2 separate regions of the Rattus norvegicus genome follow, and region 2 is linked to region 1. Evidence: chromatin contacts called from public Hi-C data. All regions are on one chromosome and are shown on one strand. Each heading gives the region's core, a stretch centred on a gene start, on an enhancer-like site or on the middle of the called end of the contact. The rest is flanking DNA. Distances are from core to core; before and after follow the strand shown.

Evidence for each region. A called contact is a pair of places that touch in the nucleus more often than the background predicts.
Region 2: a Hi-C map of the A7r5 cell line shows a contact between it and region 1, with 2.8 times the contacts expected there. The contact joins the enhancer-like site here to the promoter of Sinhcaf in region 1. A contact is called at or near these places in 2 of 12 Hi-C or Micro-C datasets (the A7r5 cell line and Schwann cells).

What each region holds. Positions count from the first base shown.
Region 1 is chr4:183,643,039-183,647,257 of GRCr8, forward strand. It overlaps Sinhcaf (SIN3-HDAC complex associated factor), which reads right to left and starts at 1,590. Exons shown (of 6, transcript NM_001134712.1): 1 at 1,477-1,590. It overlaps LOC134486897, which reads left to right and starts at 453. Exons shown (of 3, transcript XM_063287016.1): 1 at 453-595; 2 at 631-1,901; 3 at 2,113-2,230. The coding sequence starts at 453. The coding sequence ends at 2,156.
Region 2 is chr4:183,690,023-183,693,683 of GRCr8, forward strand. It overlaps Dennd5b (DENN domain containing 5B), which reads right to left. Exons shown (of 22, transcript XM_039108925.2): 22 at 1-3,389. The coding sequence ends at 3,206. Among named protein-coding and RNA genes, the nearest start is that of Sinhcaf, 47 kb to the left of the region's middle. Within about 2 kb of position 2,224, at least 12 of the 93 cell types and tissues checked have an H3K27ac peak or open chromatin away from gene starts, as enhancers often do. A contact at or near this core is called in the A7r5 cell line, where this site is marked.

The DNA.
Region 1 (4,219 bases), core at 340-2,839:
CGCGCCTCTGCTCCCGGGCCGCTCCGCACGCTCGGCCTGACGTAATTCAAACATGGCAACAGTTCCACTTCAAAGGCGGATGCACGGACCTCCCAGACGCGGCCTCCCGTGACTCGGAGCCCCAGCCACGCGTGCGCCCCGCCGAGCAGCGCTCCGTCGCGCCGCATGGGTGACCCGCAGGCCGAGGCGCCCCCACGGACACAGCCTCGCTGCGCCGCCGCTGAAGTTTCCGAGAGGACCTGAGGGACAAAAGCCGCCCCGCGCCCCGCCCGGCCCGCGTCGCTCGGGCACACGCGGCCCTTTGTTGTCCGGCGGCATCGGCAACGTCGGGGCGACCGGGACCCGCGACCAGGATCCACGCGAGCTCGGGTGTCCTCTGCCGCCGACCCCTGGGGCCAAACTTTTGCGGAGTCCCGGATGAGAAACGCCCAGAGGTCCCCGCCGCTGCGCGTATGCAGCGAGTTGGCGACTTTCGCTGTGCTTTGGAAACTGGCAAGACGCCATCACCAGGAAATCACATTGTCCTGCTCCCGATAGCCCCGACGGCGACCGCAGCCCGGGACTCACTCGGGGCTGGACACTCGGATGCAGCACGGTCGCGGCCCTAAGCACGTGGCTTGTCAGGTGAAGCACACACACAAAAAGAAAAAAAAAAAAAAGAGTTGGGTGCCTCACGCAGCGGACCGCGCCGCAGCCTTCATCCTCAGGGCTTGGTTCCGCAGGACACTGCCACCCCTCCCGTGTCGCCCGCACCCACGCTACAGGTGACCAGACGGACAGCGAACTTTGGGCTGCAGAGACCACTCGGCACCGGCCGAGTGCAAAGACCGCGTGCTGCGCGCTCATTGTCGCAGCCGCGTCCCTGCGGACTTCTCCAACAACGCCACGCCGCGTGCGTCGCGCAACCCCGGCGCTGGCCCTCACCGGCTGCTTTCAGCCTGTGTGGCCGCCGGCTCCAGGCAGTGGCAAGTTAGTTTCCGAGCTCCGGCTTTGTTGTTCACCCGCGTGCAAACCATCGCGAGCGGCGCGGGAGCGCAACACGCGGGTGCACGCGGCGCCCGAGCCCCCGGCCGGAGCCCACACGGGATCTGAGACCCGGACCCTGCTCTCCGGGTCGGCAGAGAACACTACGACTGAGAAAAGTCATTGTCACCTTCAGCGTGGATGCAAGTCCGCCGCTGCTCGTTCGTTTCCACGCTGCACTCACTTTCCCCACACCCTGACTTTCGGTTTACCTCAAATATCCTCCCCAATTAAGAAGCGCATCTCCAACACCTCTGTACAAAAGACTCTGGAGTCCGGAGAGCACGAGGACAGCGCTCCCCGCAATGCCATCTCCAAGACAAAACTTCCTGTGTGTTTGTGTATGGGAAGGACGGAGGAGGCGGGGGAGGTAAAGGGAGGAAAGAAAAAAAATCACAGAAAGCAAAACCTCGGAGACAGTTTTGCACCGGTGTCCAGACTAGAATCACTCACCTTCCACGCGCAGCAGCGTCCCCACGGTGCAAACTGCACCAGGCCAACCCCCTGCAAGCACTCCCTCCGCCAGCGCCGAGTCCAGAAAGATTGTCTCCAGCAGTTCTTCAGTTGCTACCGCGGACGGAGGTATAGATTCCGCTTTCCCTCTGCGCAGGCGCGGCTCCCGGGACCAAATTCTCTTGAATCGAGCTTATTTGCATACGGGCGCGTGCGCGCCGTGGGCTGGGCGGGGAGAGGGCAGGGCGTCCGCGCGCGTCCCCGCGGCCTCTATTGTCCTTTTAAGGGGAGAAGCGGCGAGGCGCGGGAAACGCGGCGGCCCGCAGGGACGGGGGCGGGGCCTGCCTACTACGCAACGTCACGTAAACAAACGCCCGGGGGAAGGAGGCGACGCGGGGGCGTGGCAGGACGCGAAAGGTGTAAAGGTGAGGGTTGTCCTCACCCAACGGCACCCATCGGGACGCTACCGAGCTTGGAAAGTTCTGGAAGCTGCTTTTGCAGCATTCCCGCACCTATGCCCAGTTTCTAGCTTGAGGTGGCAGCGAAAGTTGCCGTGGAAGCGCCCACTTAGTTTGTACTTGTCTCCATCTTTCCTAAATTCTGTTTGAAGGTGAGCTTTAACGTTTTGTCTTTCAGGGCCTGGCTGGGTGAGACTGCTCAACTGGTACTTTCAAGCCTGACCGCCTGAAGGCGAGATCCGACTTCTGCAAACTCACTCCGCACACCAGATGTAAATAAATTTTCATTTCTCCAACAGAGGTTTCGGGTTTTTTGTGGTTTTAATGAGTCGTTTAATAAAGCCCCCATTTTGACGTGGCCCATTCACTAATTCCCACTTGTCCCTCTCAAACATGACCCAACCCATAACTGGGTTTTGTTTTTTTTGTTTTTTTTTTTTCCTTTGCTCACTTGGACTGAGGTTTTCAAGCCTCTGCGAATTTCATGGTGGTAATTACCGTGGGAATGGTGCCACTTTCTGAAAACACACAAATCCTCCAGCCATGAAGAGAGCTCCTCTGCCCTGAAAAACCGCTTGTGAGGGGAGAAAATGGAAGCAAAATACACACCATTCCTTGGGGGATATACAATAATCTAACATCTAAATGTTCCTAAGAAAATTAAAAAGGGATCTAGAAGAAAGGGAGTAATCTAGAGAAAACAAAGAAAAGGGAGGTTCCGGAGAATGAGGAGGGAGGAAGACCCTGAAGTAACTTTTCAGATGAAAAAGTAAGAAATGGAAGTATAGTTGTGATACTCCTTAAGCCCAGCAACACATAACACCTGGTTCAGTGACCCTGAGAGGATGGGTAGGAAAAAGAACGTTTTCCCCCAGAACTTGATACTGGTCCCTTGCTGCAAAGTGTGAAAATCAACTAAAAAAAAACTGACAAGATTCCCTGCTTTTGCTGTAGAGCCAACTATGCAGATTCAAACAAATATTTCTGAAATGCTACTTTAATTTTACAGCTAATTCCTCCAATACAATCCAAACCTACTTCTAAAGACCCCAACTTTTTTAAAAGTTCTACAACACCATTCCTCTGAAGGAGGGGAATAAAGAAACCTGGCAACTCCCACTAAAATGCAACTCTTAAAGGCAAAGATTTTTTCTTATATTTGTGTACAGCCGCCTAAAACAATGCCCGACACTTGATAGATTCTTAGTACCTACTTGTAAAATATTCAATTTTTTTAAATCTACTATTGACTTGTTTCAAGTTAAAATACCTTACAGTTTTTGCATTTGACCTAAAAGGAGTTTGGGGGTTATCGTGATCTTTAATTGCCATCTTTGTCCCTAGGTAATAAAATCTGACAGCTTTAAAAAGTGTTTCCAGCCTGACTGTGGTTGTGTACATCTTTAACCCCTACACTTTGGAAGCAGTCACAGGCAGATCTCTTTGGGTTCTTGGCAAGCCTGATCTACAGTGTGAGTTCTAGCACAGCCAAGGCTACCCTGTCTTGAAAAAAACAAAAAATAAAAGTAAACAAAACTTTCCAAACTTCCATTGCTGACAAACAGCACTGGGCATACATTTCTGATTTGTGCTTTATGTTTCACCGTGTGTGTGTGTGTGTGTGTGTGTGTGTGTATGTCTGTGTGTGTGTGTGTGTGTGTCTGTGTGTGTCTGTGTGCATGTGTGTCTGTGTGCCTCTGTGTCTGTGTGTGTGTGATTTAGTGTGTGTGCGCGTGCGTGCGTGCATACGTGGGTGCATGCATATGTGTTTGTTTGTTTGAATATAGAGATTAGTTCTCTCCTTTGACTTTGTCTTGTAGCCTAAGAGGTTGAATACCAGTTGTTAGGTCAAAAGCATTTTTTTACATTGAGCCATCTCTCTTGAAGAAATGTTAGAATTTATGAGTTTTGACCGAGTCACCAAAACTAGTTTTAAATTATCAAATGCCTTGAAAGTATAAAAAACTGCAAATATCAGGGCTGGAGAGATAGCTCAATATTTAAAAACACTTTCTGATCTTCTGGAAGTGCCAGGCAAAATACCATGTACACAAAATAAAAATCTTTTTTTAAAAATTGCAAGTATAATATTTTTATTTTTTTCTTTTATTTAAAAGAAATACATCTGGCAGGTGTGGTAGTGCAGGCCTCCAACCCCAGCACTCAGGATTCAGGGCAATCTCACTGAGTTCCGAGCCAGTCTGGTCTTAATAGAAGAACCTGGAAGCTGCAGAGCTTCCTCTACTCTCAAAGCAGAGATCAAGAAGTAATTGGAGTGGTTTTCA
Region 2 (3,661 bases), core at 974-3,473, 48 kb after region 1:
ACTGGAGGGTTTGGTACTCAAGAAAAATTTTGGCAATTTTATTTGTGCCTGCTGAGGAGAGAACCCAGGGCTTTGTACAAGCCACACAGGCACTCTACTACTGAGCTACATCCCCAGCCACTGCACACTTAATAAAACTTAAAAAAAAGAAAGATGAGTTTTATTTTATGAGCGTTTTGCCTATATGTATGTAAGTTTACTACGCTGGGTGCCCAAGGGAGTTAGAAGAGCACATCAGATCCTCTGGACTGTAGCGACTGGTGGATGTGAGTCACCGTGTGGGTGCTGGCCACTGAACCCTCTTCTGGAAAAGCAGCCAGTGCTCTTAACTGCTGAGCCATCTCTCCTTGCCAATTTAATTTTAAAATGACTTATTTAAAGTTACTATGTAGAATATTAATTTTGGTCCCTGGTATTTGCTATAAATTTATTTGCACTAACACACACACAAAAGGAGTCGTTTTGGTTTTCATTTGCTATGAGGTGATTTTTTTTTTTTTTTTAAATAGCAGAGATGTACAACAACGTATTTGTTGTACGGTCCTTACAAAAGTCCTTACAGCTTGTGTGGTCATATGCAACTGTTTTGAGCAATCCGCTACTGCTGTGATGTATTTTTCATGTTGATTCAGTTTGTTATAGATCACATGGAAAGTCTTACTTTATCATTTGCAATAGGTAACCCCAAATTCAGTGGGAACATTTTTCTTTTTTATCACACCCTAAAGTGCTCATGATGTTTCTACATATTAAATTTATTCTGTAAGGCTAAGATTTATGACCAGTGGGAAATTTAAAGGAATGGGCTGTGGGTCGGTCAAGCAGCTCCCATGAGGCCCAGCCGTCTGAGCAGATTCTGTACCAAGGCATAAGGCTTACCTCTGAGACAATGCTTGGTGTTTTTAATCAGTTATTTCACTAGTCCATCCAAAGGATATCACGTGGAACAAGCCTTTTTTTTTTTTTTTTTTTTTTTTTTTGGTACTACTACTACTACTTTTCTTTTTTTAAGTACCAGTTTTAAACTCAAGCTGGAACACAACTCTGCCCCACTTTTACAACGATGTAATGCCTAAGAGATTAAGAGCAGTTTGCTGGGCAGGGCACTCAGATCAATCCCCTCACTCAGGAGGTGGAGGGAGGTAGATCTCTGTGAGTTCTAGATAGGTGAGCCTGGTCTACAAATGGAGTTCCAAGGCCAGCCTGGGATACACAATGGGATCCTGTTTCACTAACAACAACAAAATGAATTAACTTAGGTTTCAGTCCTCATTAAGTAGCACAGAGATAGAGTTTCATATCTGTACAGGTGACTGAAGATTCAACAGGAGAAATGATATCGGGTAATAATGTCTGGAAGGGGCTGCACCAATGACCCAACTGTGGAATACTGACTTAAAAGTCCACCACGGGAAGACAACGGTAAAACCCCGGGAAGGACGGCATCTAACTTCTGGATGTTCCCACAGTAGATCTGTCTCTAGAATAGTCTCATTCTAGTATAAACACCTTTATTTTAGGTAAGCAAACCTCTGGGTTACCCAGGTCATCTAGAGACATATTCTGAGCCCTTTCCATGGGTTTGTAAATGTATCTTCAGAGACCCTTCCTTAGTTTTTGATAAAGGGCATGAGGCACTTGATCTATTAGTCTCTTCTTCCAGTAAATAAGGAAAAACAGCACGGCTGGCAAGAGCCCAGGGCCCTGAGATTGCACACGGATCCTGAGAGGCCATGGCTCTGGTTTTCAGCTACAACAGGGAATAAAACCTGGAGCTCTGCTGAGGCAATTTTGCTACTAACAAGGTATCAGTGCTTAATTAAGAGTTCCACAACTTACTTACCAAAAAGATAAAGATTTATGTAGTTGCTAACATATTTACTTAACTTAAAAAATAAATAAGCTACCAAACTAGAAAGGTATAACTTAAAGGCTTCCTGAATTGTCTCTTGTGTCTAATTCACTCCTCAGTCTGAGGCAGTGGCTTTTAACTTCTCTGGGCCATTGCTTTACATTTCCCTGAAACACCCAGAAAGGCTAAGTTCTTTCTCACCGCTTCTGCTATTTGCATTATCATGGTCAACAAATACCTTCACAAAAGCATTCCAAATCACACTGAGACCTCCCTCCTTCTTCCACATTCCTTCCATTTCCTGAGAGGGGGATGGGGCAGACCGAGGGAGTGGCTGGGACCTAACAAAGAATGGACTGGTAGATTAACTCCAGTTACAGAGTTTAGATGGCCGAGTTAATAGAACTGAGTCACACTGTTTCTTGCAGTTGTGGCTATATGACTAATACTAAAATTCATTATCTCAAAAGTTCTGTCAAATAACAGCAATAAAAAACGCCAACAATGAAGCCTCCAGGTTAATCTTTCTAAAGTAAAGAAGTTTTAAGCCCATGCTTCTCAGGGCTTCTGTGTTTGCTTTCCAATTAGCCAAGCTCTTGGGATCTGGTATTTGTGTTCTCTCTCTCTCTCTCTCTCTCTCTCTCTCTCTCTCTCTCTCTCTCTCTCTCTCTTGTGTAGCTCTGTCTGGCCTGCAACTCAGATGCCCCTGCCCCTGCCTCCCCAGTGCTGGGATTGGAGGTGTGAGCCACCAAACCTTGCTGGGGGCCAACTAAAACTTCCCCAAAACTAGAAAAATGACTCATAATTCAAATGTATTAAATGGTTTATAACTTAAAGACCAACGAGGACTGCTGTACATTATGTAAAGCTGTATACATTCACTGCACACAGGATGGGACTCCAGGAGGGATGGCTGCTTCAGAACGAAGCATTCTGGTTCCTCTGTGAGACCTGGAGGGAAAAAGAAGCCTGCCTGGGTTGCACTATTTACACATTTACTGGCTTCTTCCTGACTAGCACCACTTTCCCCGCCCCCAACATTTTTAAGCTACTTATTTTAAGTCACAGGAATATTCAATCTAAGAAAAGTATCTTATTAGAGTAATATTTCTTAAAGATAGCATATTTACACACTTCTAACACATGAAAATACTCTATTTTATACTAAATTTCAGGTTCAAATGAACTACAACACAGCACTTTGCCTTGTCTGCAGAGTGGAGACTGTTCAATCTGGGGCTTCTAGTGCACTGCCCCCGCAGTGCGCGCTATGGTCAGACCGGTCCAGATAGGTCCCCATAACTGAGGAAGCGTCATGAGCCAGGGGTAGATGAAGAGTTTCTGTCGACTGCTTTACACATCCACTCCTTTGATTAGTGATCCTTCCAAGACTATGGTGAAATCCTGAATGGTCTGCAGAATGCGGATAAGGGAATTGACAGTCATGTGGTCTCGAAGGAGTGCATTCTCTTCATACATTCGGGTGATGGCAGGACATTCTGCTAGCAATGGAATCCACTGTGGGAGCAGGTGATCCCTACAGACCAAACAGACACAGCACCTGAGTTCTAACGGATACAGTGTAACTGGCTCCCCCTTGTGTCTTTACTTTTAATCAGCCTACTGAAACAAAACTACAATAAATTAAAAGTTCTACCAGGAGCAGCTGTGGTGGCACATACCTGTTTAGTCCAAACACTTGGGAAGCAGAGGCAGGCAGATCTCTGTGAGTTTGAGGCCAGCCTTGTCTACACAATGAGTTCTAGGCTATTCAGACCTAATAGTGAAACCCTCTCTCAACATAAAGTA